2 separate regions of the Mus musculus genome follow, and region 2 is linked to region 1. Evidence: chromatin contacts called from public HiChIP or PLAC-seq data. All regions are on one chromosome and are shown on one strand. Each heading gives the region's core, a stretch centred on a gene start, on an enhancer-like site or on the middle of the called end of the contact. The rest is flanking DNA. Distances are from core to core; before and after follow the strand shown.

Region 1 (5,306 bases), core at 251-2,750:
CACTCAGAACCCATCAGAGTGTCTTCCTGATGATCACAGTCCTGCAGTGGCACCGGTAGTTTAAACACCTTCTCTAAGCCTGGTCAATAATGCCTATCTGTCTAGTCAGGCTGATGAGATGATTAAGAAACAGGGCAGCCGGATATGGTGGCACACACCTTTAATCCCAGCACTCAGGAGGCAGAGTCAGGTGGATCTCTAGAGTTCAAAGCCAGCCTGCTAGTCTACAGAGCATGTTCCAAGACAGCCAGGACTACACAGAGAAACCCTGTCAAAACAAAACAAAAGCAAAAACAAAAACAAAAAAAAATCATAAAAAGGAAAGAAGGAAAAGGGGAGGGGGCTCAAGTGATAAGTGTATAGCCCCCTCCCAATTTGGGAGTCTGAGACCGGAGAATTACAAGTTCCAGGCCAGCCTGGGCTACTTAGTGAGCTCCTGTTTCAAAAAGAAAGAGAGGGAAGCAGGAGTCATTGGAAGAGTGGATGTCTAGGATGCACAAAGCCTTGGGTTCTATTCCCAGACTGGGTATGGTGGGCACACCTGTGATCCCAGCTCTTAGGGAATAAGACGGGAATACCAAAGTTCAAGTTCATTCTTGGCTACATTTTTAGATTTGAAGCAAGTCTGGACTACCGGAAACAAGGTCTCAAGACAAACAAAAAGAAAAAGCAGTCAATGACAGCCCCATGGCCACAGTTCCCACTGCTCTTTTGGCCAGTGGTCCCTGCAGTTGCATCTCTGAGACCGTGAGCCTCCAGGTCTGAGCTAAGTGAATGCAGTTTGCCTAATGTTCGGGCTGAATCTGGGCACCTACAGTTGTCTTACCTCCTCTCAGCCAGGAAATGCAAGCACGTGGGGTCCCACTTCAGTTTTATTCAGCTGAATTAGAGGCACAGTCAGAAATCTGTAACATCCTCGTGGGATGGGGGTGGGGTGGAGGACTAGAGAGGAGGGAGGGAGAGAGGGGAGGGGCAGTGTTGATCCACAGATCATGAAAACACTGAGGAACGCTCTCGAGTGAAAGCCCAGCTGCCTAGCTAGGCTATGCCACACCCTCTTCTTCAACATAATCAGTCTTAAAGGGTTCTGTTTGGTTTTCTTGTGTCACTGAAGTAATCAAAACCCAGGCATAGTGACAATTGGCTAACACCTGTTGAGGGCCCCCCGTGGGCCAAGATTTGGGAAGGCATCCAAGACACTGTTGGCGCTTTAATCTTCCCTAGGTAGCTTCAGCCTCAGAGGGGTTGAGCAGCTGGCTGGGGGTGTGACTGGCTAGAAACCTCTAGAGCTAGGAACTGAACCAGGACAAACGGATGCCAGGAGAGACACATTCTCCCCCCAGACAATCGAAGTAGTATTACGGACACCCTTTTGTGGACTCTTCGTGGGATTCTATGAAACCACGTCCTCTCAGGATTGTCAAAGAAAACAGGAAGCCCCTCTGGGGAGGCTCACCCCCCTGTTCCCCAAGCCAGGAAGTGGCTGGCAGAAAGAGCGATACGTAGCAAGGGCAGGAGCACCCGGGTTGAGAGCTTGGGGCCGTATCGGGCGGAGCCCTGAGCCAAGTCCCCTGGGGTCCCAGGGCTACATTCCTCTGAGGTCTGCGGAGGCCACTGCTTAAAGGCGCAGAAGTGCAGCTGGGAACGAGAACAAAGCGGCCAGACCCCCCTCGGAGGAAGGAAGGAGCGAGCCCCAGGAAGCAGCTGATAGCGCTAAGCTCAGCTTGTTTTTTCCTCTGCTCAACAGTTCTCCTGCCACGGCAAACAAAAGACGTACGTTCTGATTCCCTTCGGTGTTTGGATTGCGGCCGCAGACTGGATCTGCTTTGTGAAGAGCTGAGGGTAGCTTCTGGCTCGACCTGCCGCTTGATGGCAACGCTGTCCGCCTTGCCTGTCCCCAGCCAGGAGCCCCACGAGGGCATTGCTCTAGATCAAGGGATGAGATGTCGAGATTTCTACCCGTTGACTCGTGACCTTGGCATTGAAGGACCTGCAGCGTAGGCCTTAAAAACTGTTAAGATAGGAACCCTTGTTCCATGGAGATGCCCTGTCCCCGCTATTATCTCAGCCAAGGTCACAGCCCGCTGCTGTGCAGGGCCACACTGGGACTGGTGCCACCTTTATCCCATGGGTCAAGGCAATGGCAATAGATGTCAGGTTCCTGGAGGATCGGGGTCCGAATCCCGGTCTGTCCGCCTTCAAGGTCACCAGTAAGTGACAGGTGGGTCTAAGCAATCCCCTGAGCATGATGAACGCAGAGACTTTGTACTCCCGGGTGTGAGCGGTGAGGGAGTGGGCAGACCTTGTCAGTGTCCTAATCCATAGTCTCAGGACAGGGACAGGCCAAGATGCGACAGCAATGCTGGGCATGGTTTGTTTTGCTCCAGCAGGTGTTGAACGTGTGGCTATGCCAAAGGCCACCAGCAAACCCACACGAAGCAAACACAAAGCTTCCACTGATGGGTCTGTGGGCTGCCGATTCTTGTGGGCTTTACAGTGCGGCAACGGCAGTGCTGGTCACATGGACCGAGAGACTGTTTTGATGCCAGAGACTAATGCTCCGATCCGATCCGTCACCACAGGAGTTAAAGGAGCAGCCAAGAGATCAGCGTGGTTGAACCCCCGCTCTAAGCTGCCTGCCGTTCTCTCCTCCCCTCCCACTCTGAGACTGCAGTTCACATGCCGAAGACAAATGGCATAAAGGGCAGGCAATTAATTTTTTCAGCTGGAGACTGATGGAATGTGGGTGTTTGGCATGCACCTCTGTCTCCAGTCTCCTCAGGGAAATACCTCCCGGAGGGCCCTTCAAATTCCTCATCTGCCCTTTAGGACCAATATGTAATTCAGTCCTGAAAAATCAGTCGGAATGGGTCTTGTGTCCACTATACCAAGAGCCCAAGGACTGCACAGACGACAGGCCCATTCGTTTATTTGTGGTTTTGGTTTGTTTGTTTTTGTTTTCTAACCCAAGGTTTCATGTAGTTTAGGCTGGCCTCAAACTCACTATGTGGACAAGGCTGGCCTTGGACTTCTGATCCTCCTTCTTGTTGGGGTTACAGGTGTGTGTAACTGAGGGGACAGTTCGTCATGACTTTCCTTGGAGAGAGAGAAAGGTCGTCTTAGAATATACCTCAGGGTCTAGATTCCAAGTCCCCAGAACCTCTGTTGGGTTGGACCAGGCCAGCCAACCTGGTGAACAAAGGCAAGCAGAGCATAAAGAATTTACTGGATAGGATGCAGAGAAGCCCTGGGGACGGGGTGCACACCTTTAATCCTAGCACTCCGGAGGCTGGGGCTGGTTGATGTCTGAGTTCTAGGCCTACTCTGGTTGATAGAGTGAGTTCTAGAACAGCTAGGGCCACACAGAGAAACCCTGTCTTAAAGGGGGGGGGGTGGCTGAGGAAGGGGGGAACCATGCAGGGAAGTGTATTAACATAACAGCCAACAGGACCTGGAACTGGAGAAAAACTACTGCATCCATGTTGATAGAGGTATGAAGATGTCAGAGGTAAACATACAGGCTCAGGCTGAGCAGGGATAAAACTCAATAGTAAAACACATATCTAGCAACACGGGTTTAAGGCCCAGAGCTGCTGCAGCTGCTGTGGCGGAGGCCGAGGCAGCTGTTGCTGTTGAAGAAGAGGAGGAGGAGGAGGAGGAGGAAGAAGGAAGAGGAAGATGATGTAGGTCTGTTGGGATGGGCTGTAGCTGTGTGTTAAAGCATGTGTTAAGGCTTGCCTTTGATTCCCAGAAGCGTATTAACAAGGCAGACAGGCATGGTGGCGCATTTCGGCATTTGGAAAGCAGGAGCCAGAGGATCAAAATTTTAAAACAAGCCTGGGCTACATGAGACCCTTAAAAAGAAAACAAATAAAATGCATTCTTCTGTTGGAAACTTAGGAGGGTGACCTCAGGCAATCTTTAATGTCTTTTGATTCTGTTTTCTAAGCTGCAAGATGGAGCGGCAGAGGTGGGGAGGGCAACTGTCTTGTAGGGTCATTACGAAGAATAAATAAAAACAAGACTCATACAAGCATTTAAACTATTTAGCATGTAATAAGCACCTAATTGTATCCAGTATTGTGTTCAGTTTTTCCTCGTAGCTCACAATTATTTGCACATGGTAGGCCAGTGCCCTGCCACTGAGCTATATCTAGGCAAGTCCCGTTATCTTTTGGAGATTTACAGTGAGGCGCCGACGACATGATGACTAGTTTCAGGGTCGGGAAGAGTGAGGCCATAGAAGGAACAGGACTGTCCATGCTTGATAATCGTTGAAGCCAGGTGAAGGGTGCAGTCTGTAAATCAGGTGCTCCACCAGCCCTCCCTTCAGCAACTCGGGCCCTGCAGCAGAGGTCATGACCCACCACTGCCAGAAGCAGCGTCTGTAGAGTTCTGCGCTTTCCTATGCAGGTTGCACCCTGTAAAAGGTCCACCTTTCCTTGTTCTCTTTCATTCTGTCTCCCATTCTCTCTCTTTCTCTCTCTCTCTCTCTCTCTCTCCTCTCCTCTCCAGTCCCAGACAGCTTTTCCCTCTCTCCCCTCCCCCACTGACCCTCTTTCATTAGATCTGTTGCAGCACTACACCTGTTTCTCTGCCTTTATCCTAACAGTCTATTCTAGACAGGCTATTTTCAGAATGTTTAAAATTTCCCATAATAAAATGTTTGTTTTTTTTAGGTAGAAGAAGTATATAAAAAGTAGAAGTTCTCTTCCACCTTAAAGGGTAAAAGGACCAAAAGTCGAAGATAGGAGTAAAAGCAAACATAGAGATGAGGTTTAGACTTCTTTTTTTTTTTTAAAGATTTATTTATATATTATATGTAAGGACACTGTAGCTGTCCTCAGATACTCCAGAAGAGTATCATTACGGATGGTTGTGAGCCACCATGTGGTTGCTGGGATTTGAACTCGGGACCTTTGGAAGAGCAGTCGTCTCTTAACCACTGAGCCATCTCGCAGCCCTAGACTTCTTTTTCTTAAGATAGAATCTGACTGTGTAGATCAGGCTGCCCCAGACTCAGAGAGATCTGTCTGCCTCAGCATCCCCAGTGCTGGGATTAATCACTAAGTTTGGGATTACCAAAAAGTTGAAAATTGCTGGATGGCGGTGGTACACGACTTTAACCCAGCACTAGGGAGGCAGAATCAAGCCAATGTCTGTGAGTTTGAGACCAGCCCATCTACAGAGCAAGCTCCAGGACAGCCAGGGTTACACAGAGAAACCCTCTCTTGAAAAAACAACCAAACAAACAGAAAAGCTGAAAATAATAAATGAACATTCACTCAGCTAAGTTTAAAAAATAA
Region 2 (5,282 bases), core at 1,664-4,163, 350 kb before region 1:
CATGCTGGTGAGTTTTAAGCTCCATTGAAGCATGCATTTCCATTTGCCTCAGTATTCCCCAATACTATCTTCTGTAATGGTGGCATTTGGCGAATGGATCTACAAATGTATGTGCTCAGATGTACATATGGGTAGATGGACATACAAACAAAGCCTTCTCCATCCATCATGCAACATGCGCTCCCGGTTCCCACAGGGATTTATCTTTGCCGTGGGTTTCTTTGTCTAGCCACCTGCTCCATGATATCCCTGAAAGCGCTTAGTCATTTGACAGCTTTGGTGTGTAGCTTCTTATTAACCAAACCGTTGCGCCATTTGCTCTCATAACCTTAAATTAATTTGAGTTAATTCGTAACTGTTCCCCTTCTGTGCATGTGTCATGTAATGGTTCACCTTTATCTGATTTTCCCCAGTTTCCTGTACATTTGTGGTTTCTGCTGGGGCTCTGTAGCTGGGGACTCAGGCGGCTGCATCAGATGAGAGTGAGCACTTGAGTTCTCTAGAAAGCCTTTCTAGCTTCCCCGGGTGACATCCAATCGATGTCCATTCAAACCCTCCTATGTAAGGTTATTGGTGCTAAGGAGGAAGGCTAACTCCCTCAGAGCCAGATCTTGGACAACAGAAGAATGCTGGCATAGCCAGTCTCCGAAGAAGATGAGCTACAACAGCTAAAGGTTGGTGGCTTGCCTCTAACTTAGCAAAAGCTGTCTGCGTTGACTTTCTTTGCCAGGAATTCCAATAGTGCCTTTTTTCTAAGTGAGTTTTTCAGGCAGGCAAGAAGGAAAGATTTTAAATCAACAGCCCAAGCTTCATGGGGTCCTAGAGTTTAGCTGCCATCAATTCATCAGCGTCCAGCGGTGCTTATCTGATGCACTGGTGCTCACTAAGCGTTTGGGAGAAGAAGAAGAAAGCATTGAAGGATAGATGTGAGTAGGAAAAATGTCAGCGATGTTTAGAGAAACATGTTGCTGGCCATCTTGTTTTCCAAACCGGAGAGATGCATTATCACTAACTCCCAGAATAGTTTAATCTAATATCACTTTGCAAAATGATAATGGATAAAAAGAATAGAGGAATGACAAGCAAAACATAGTCTGTAATGTGCATGTGTAAACAGTAGTGATCATATTTCAATATACAATCAGAACTTCTTCCTGACTTTAGCAACCGTTTGTTCTGTGTCTCTGCCATTCTTCCAAAGGAAATTAGCTAAGCAAGATTTGTTTCGGGTCAGCAAGTGGGTGTTTTGGGGATAAATGGGAGCTGACGGTGGAGGCGACAGAGTTGACTCCAACTAGTCCATTTGGCATCTGGAAAAGGTCAGCTCATCAGAAATGGTGTGTGGAGAAAATTCACTAGGCTTCCTGCTGCTGAGAGAGCAAATGCTCTGTCTATTTAATCGTGTATCAAGGAAAAATAACTCAGTTCAGGAGGGAAAAAGATAAAGGAAATATATATATATATATATATATATATACATATATATATATATATATATATCCTTTTAGTATCAGTCTTTCATATATTTCAGGTCATACAGCTACACAATTCAGGTCCAACAAGTCCACTGGATGGAGAAGGGAATGCTAAAAAAAAAAAAAAAAAAAAAAGTGCCACATTTACAATCAAAATCTCAAGGCTAAGACTGCTTCCTTGGCAGCCCAGAAAACAATTTATAGTGTGTGAAAACACCCCATGCCCCACATAAGGAAAATTTACTACCATTTCAAACTACCAGGTTGGGAGAGGCCATCAAAATAATGTATGGCAAAGTCTGAAAACATCTTTGTAGGGAATTCGGAAGGAAAAACCCATCCTTTGTTATCGGTCTCCCATCGATTACACCGACGAAGCATGTGCACGTTAAGGTGAATTGAAAAGTTCACCACGGGAATTTGGACTCATGATCCCCACAAGTGTATAAAAAACAAACAAGCAAATGTTTGTTGGTGAAACAGGTAGTCTCTGGCTCAGGACCAGCAGAGGGGACCCCTGCACCACCTTACATGGCAGGGGTTAGTCCAGAAAGGAAGCCTGAAGTTCTAATGTTCAGTCTGTCACGTATGCATCTCACACTTCAGCCAATGGGCCTTTCCTCCTCTCCCCCGCCCCCCAACCCCCATCTTCCTTAACCTTTTGGACTGCTATTTAGCATGCTTTCTCTTTAAATCAACAATGGTTTGGGCCTTGACTACATTTAAAAGGAAATGGTGGGTGTTACCACGATAAATCATCTCTAGTCGCTATTCTTTGCCAAACACTTCCATAACAAATAAGGGAAGACGGTTTCCACATAACTCCTGTGATGCTGGGACACACTGGGAGAGAAATCAGACTCCTGGGGAGCTCGTGGGAAATGTGAGTTCGATGCTCAGATCACAGCTTGCTCTTTGCGGGTTTATCTAAGAAGCAAGTTAATGTTTACATGACATTGGACTTCAAAGTCCAGGCAATAAGGAGGAGAACGTGATGGAGAAAAACAGTTTAATTGTGAAGAGGCAGGGGATCGTGGGAGCAGGGAGACACAGCCACTGTGGAAAATTGAAATGGGGGGGGGGAGGGAAGGCAGGTTCTTATCAGGGTGCAATGACTTTTTTTTTTAATTAACATTATAAAATTTTATTACACAACAATATAAGTAGTGTGTTTCGTGACTGCCAAGACAGTTATTCTTGTTGGAGTTCCAGTTTTTAATAAGAACAGGCCTCTTTCCCACTGTCGTAGTGTGGGACTCTGGCTCCTCGTTGTAGGCATGCGCTGCTTGTTCTCATTGAGCCGTCTTTGCAAAGCCAAGTTTGGTGGGTGCAAATGAATGCTCTTTGGGGAACAAGGAAGGACGTTGTGTTAGACAGAAAGACATCTCTCTAACACTACTCCTCAAATACTTCCTCTGATACCTTTTTTGGGGGGGAGGTGAGGGCCACTTCCTCCTGATTGTGTGGTTAAGTCAGCCACATCCTAGGCACTATCACAAGACACACAAGCCTGAGTTTTTGCCAGGGAGGCATCCTGGAAGACATCCACTCAGGCTTGCTTCAAGGAAGCCTCCAGACCAGAAGTGGACTCACCTGACCTGCATGCTACAATTTTGCCTCGTAGTCCTTTAGTAGTATGCACACTTAGATACATTTAAATATTTTAAAAATATATTTTTATATGTATGGGTGGTTTGCCTGCACGTATATCTGTGCGCCACATGAATGCCTGATGCCTACAGAGGCCAGAAGAGAGGGTTGAGTCCCCTGGAGCTGGAATCACAGATGGCTATGAGTTGCTATGTGGCTGCTGGGCATTAAACCTGGGTCTTCTGGAAGAGTAGCCAGCACGTTTAACCACTGCATCATCATCTCTCCAGCCCCAGTAGATAAAATTCAGAAATGTTAAGTCGCATTAAAGTTGTCTTAGAATCAGGCCCCATGCTTGATGGGCCTATGTGTTTTGGAAAGACTGTCTAAAAGAAAGCTGAAGAGATGATTTCTTGCAACGAACGCAGGGTGAGATTCAAAACTCTGAGTATCTTCTCCCGAGGAGGCAGAACACAACCCCTGCCCCGTCAAGATGGCCAGTGCCCAGTGGCTTCCTTCCAAAGAGCACAGGGCAGACAAGACGGAGAAGAGTAACTCTACTGAGGAGACAACATACAACACCCACTCAATCGATCAATATTAACACCTACAGGGTGTTGACAGTCCCTGCTGAACCCTGAATGTACAGGGATGTCTCCAAAACAAGGTTCGGCCATGATACTCCAATGTGACAACCCTTCAGACTCTCAGTCATCCCCGGGATGGATCCAGGCTGCTTAGCCTGGCACACTAAATCTGTCACCATTCCCACCTCGTCACCCTGCCCTGTTCCCATCCCACCTTTCCTTGTTTCCTCCAGGATCAACTCCTGCGTAGTTTTCTATATTCAACACAAGCCTCTTCAGGAAGGAGCCTGGCATGGGTATCTTTAGTGTCCTGGGTGCTCCTCCCCAATGCTGCCACCATGGCTAACTCTGTCACTGCACTCAGTAGGTGACTGGTCTAAATACTATAGATGCAACAGTGAAAAGGGGTGAGGACCACACCCTCTTGAGCCACTGTGCTTCACACACTGATTTTCTGATCTTCTCTCCTGGAAGGCAGGGGTATACTGTCCAGCACACAGTACTCAGAAGAACAGCGAGTTAGTTCTACTTGTGTGTGTGCGTGTGTTGGGGATTAAAATCAAAGTCTAACTTGAGTCTGGTTCCCAGCAGCCACATCTGCCTATGACCCCAGCTCTATAGGTATCAAGTAAAGTACCTACGTCCTCCATTGACACAATATTCGTATGCATACCCACATAGACATAGTGCACACATAGTATTTTAAAATGAGAATGAAAGCACGCTAAACACTTTATCACTGAACTACGTGCCCAGCCTCTGAGCAGCACACATTTAGTGACACTGACACATTGTGGTCTCTGCACAGCTTCAGGGATTGGAGGAACTGGGGCAGCCAGGGACTGAAGGCCCGACAAGCACACATCCGGAGAGGCTGGGGCTGGGTGCATTATGCTTGTTCTGTTGCACCGCGCCAACTGCAGACCAGACTCTCAGCACATTTTGAATATCTTTGATACTTTGTTGACTGAATCCAGGAATGCAGACCTGAGACTAAGGAAGGCGGATTATACCTAAGATGCTGTGGGTCATTTTTGCCGTTGTTGATTTTCGTGCTTTGTTTTGTTTTAGTTAGAAAGACTATCTGGACTGACAAACATCAGAGAGACCGTGGTATGTTTATCATGGGAAAGAGGCTGCCAGCCCAGGGCTTCTTGAAAGAGTTCCTTTGGAGCTCAAGGCTGAGTGTCACAGTGACCCCAGGGAGGGGATCTGGCCTTCCCATCAGGTCTGAGTCACCAGCTGCCATACAGCTCCCAAGCATTCCTGACTACCAGGCTGGGGAATGCAGGGCCTCAGCAAGAGCCTCCATATCTGACGTCTGGGAATTCGGAGATGGGGCTGGGAGGTTAATTCAGCCTTTTGGCTGGATTAGACTCCTTCATGGCCGTAGGATGCCTCACCTGGAAGTTCCTGCTCTCTCTGCCCTTTTTCTGACCCATCGTGTAGTTTTTTGAAATCACCCAGCCTTTGGGACCTGAGGATCTGAGAAGAGACCACCCTCTGCTTTGTTCAGGCTCCAGGTGGCTTTTTCCACCCCCACCCAGCCAGACAACTAACGTGCTTTCTCATGTCCCCAGACTCTTAGAAGGATCACCCCCACCCAGCCGGTCAACTCCAGAGTCTTAGA

Evidence for each region. HiChIP or PLAC-seq counts read pairs in DNA pulled down with a chosen protein or histone mark.
Region 2: a contact with region 1 is called in an H3K27ac HiChIP or PLAC-seq map of T-cell acute lymphoblastic leukemia, with 2.1 times the contacts expected there. The contact joins two enhancer-like sites. A contact is called at or near these places in 1 of 484 Hi-C or Micro-C datasets (CD4 T cells), 4 of 115 datasets of contacts at active chromatin or transcription factors (T-cell acute lymphoblastic leukemia, embryonic stem cells, memory CD8 T cells and 1 more) and 1 of 9 other capture datasets (embryonic stem cells).

The regions. Positions count from the first base shown.
Region 1 is chr9:96,434,390-96,439,695 of GRCm38.p6, reverse strand. No RefSeq gene overlaps it. Among named protein-coding and RNA genes, the nearest start is that of Gm51656, 27 kb to the left of the region's middle. Within about 2 kb of position 1,500, at least 283 of the 459 cell types and tissues checked have an H3K27ac peak or open chromatin away from gene starts, as enhancers often do. A contact at or near this core is called in T-cell acute lymphoblastic leukemia and memory CD8 T cells, where this site is marked.
Region 2 is chr9:96,783,067-96,788,348 of GRCm38.p6, reverse strand. No RefSeq gene overlaps it. Among named protein-coding and RNA genes, the nearest start is that of C430002N11Rik, 20 kb to the right of the region's middle. Within about 2 kb of position 2,913, at least 46 of the 459 cell types and tissues checked have an H3K27ac peak or open chromatin away from gene starts, as enhancers often do. A contact at or near this core is called in T-cell acute lymphoblastic leukemia and memory CD8 T cells, where this site is marked.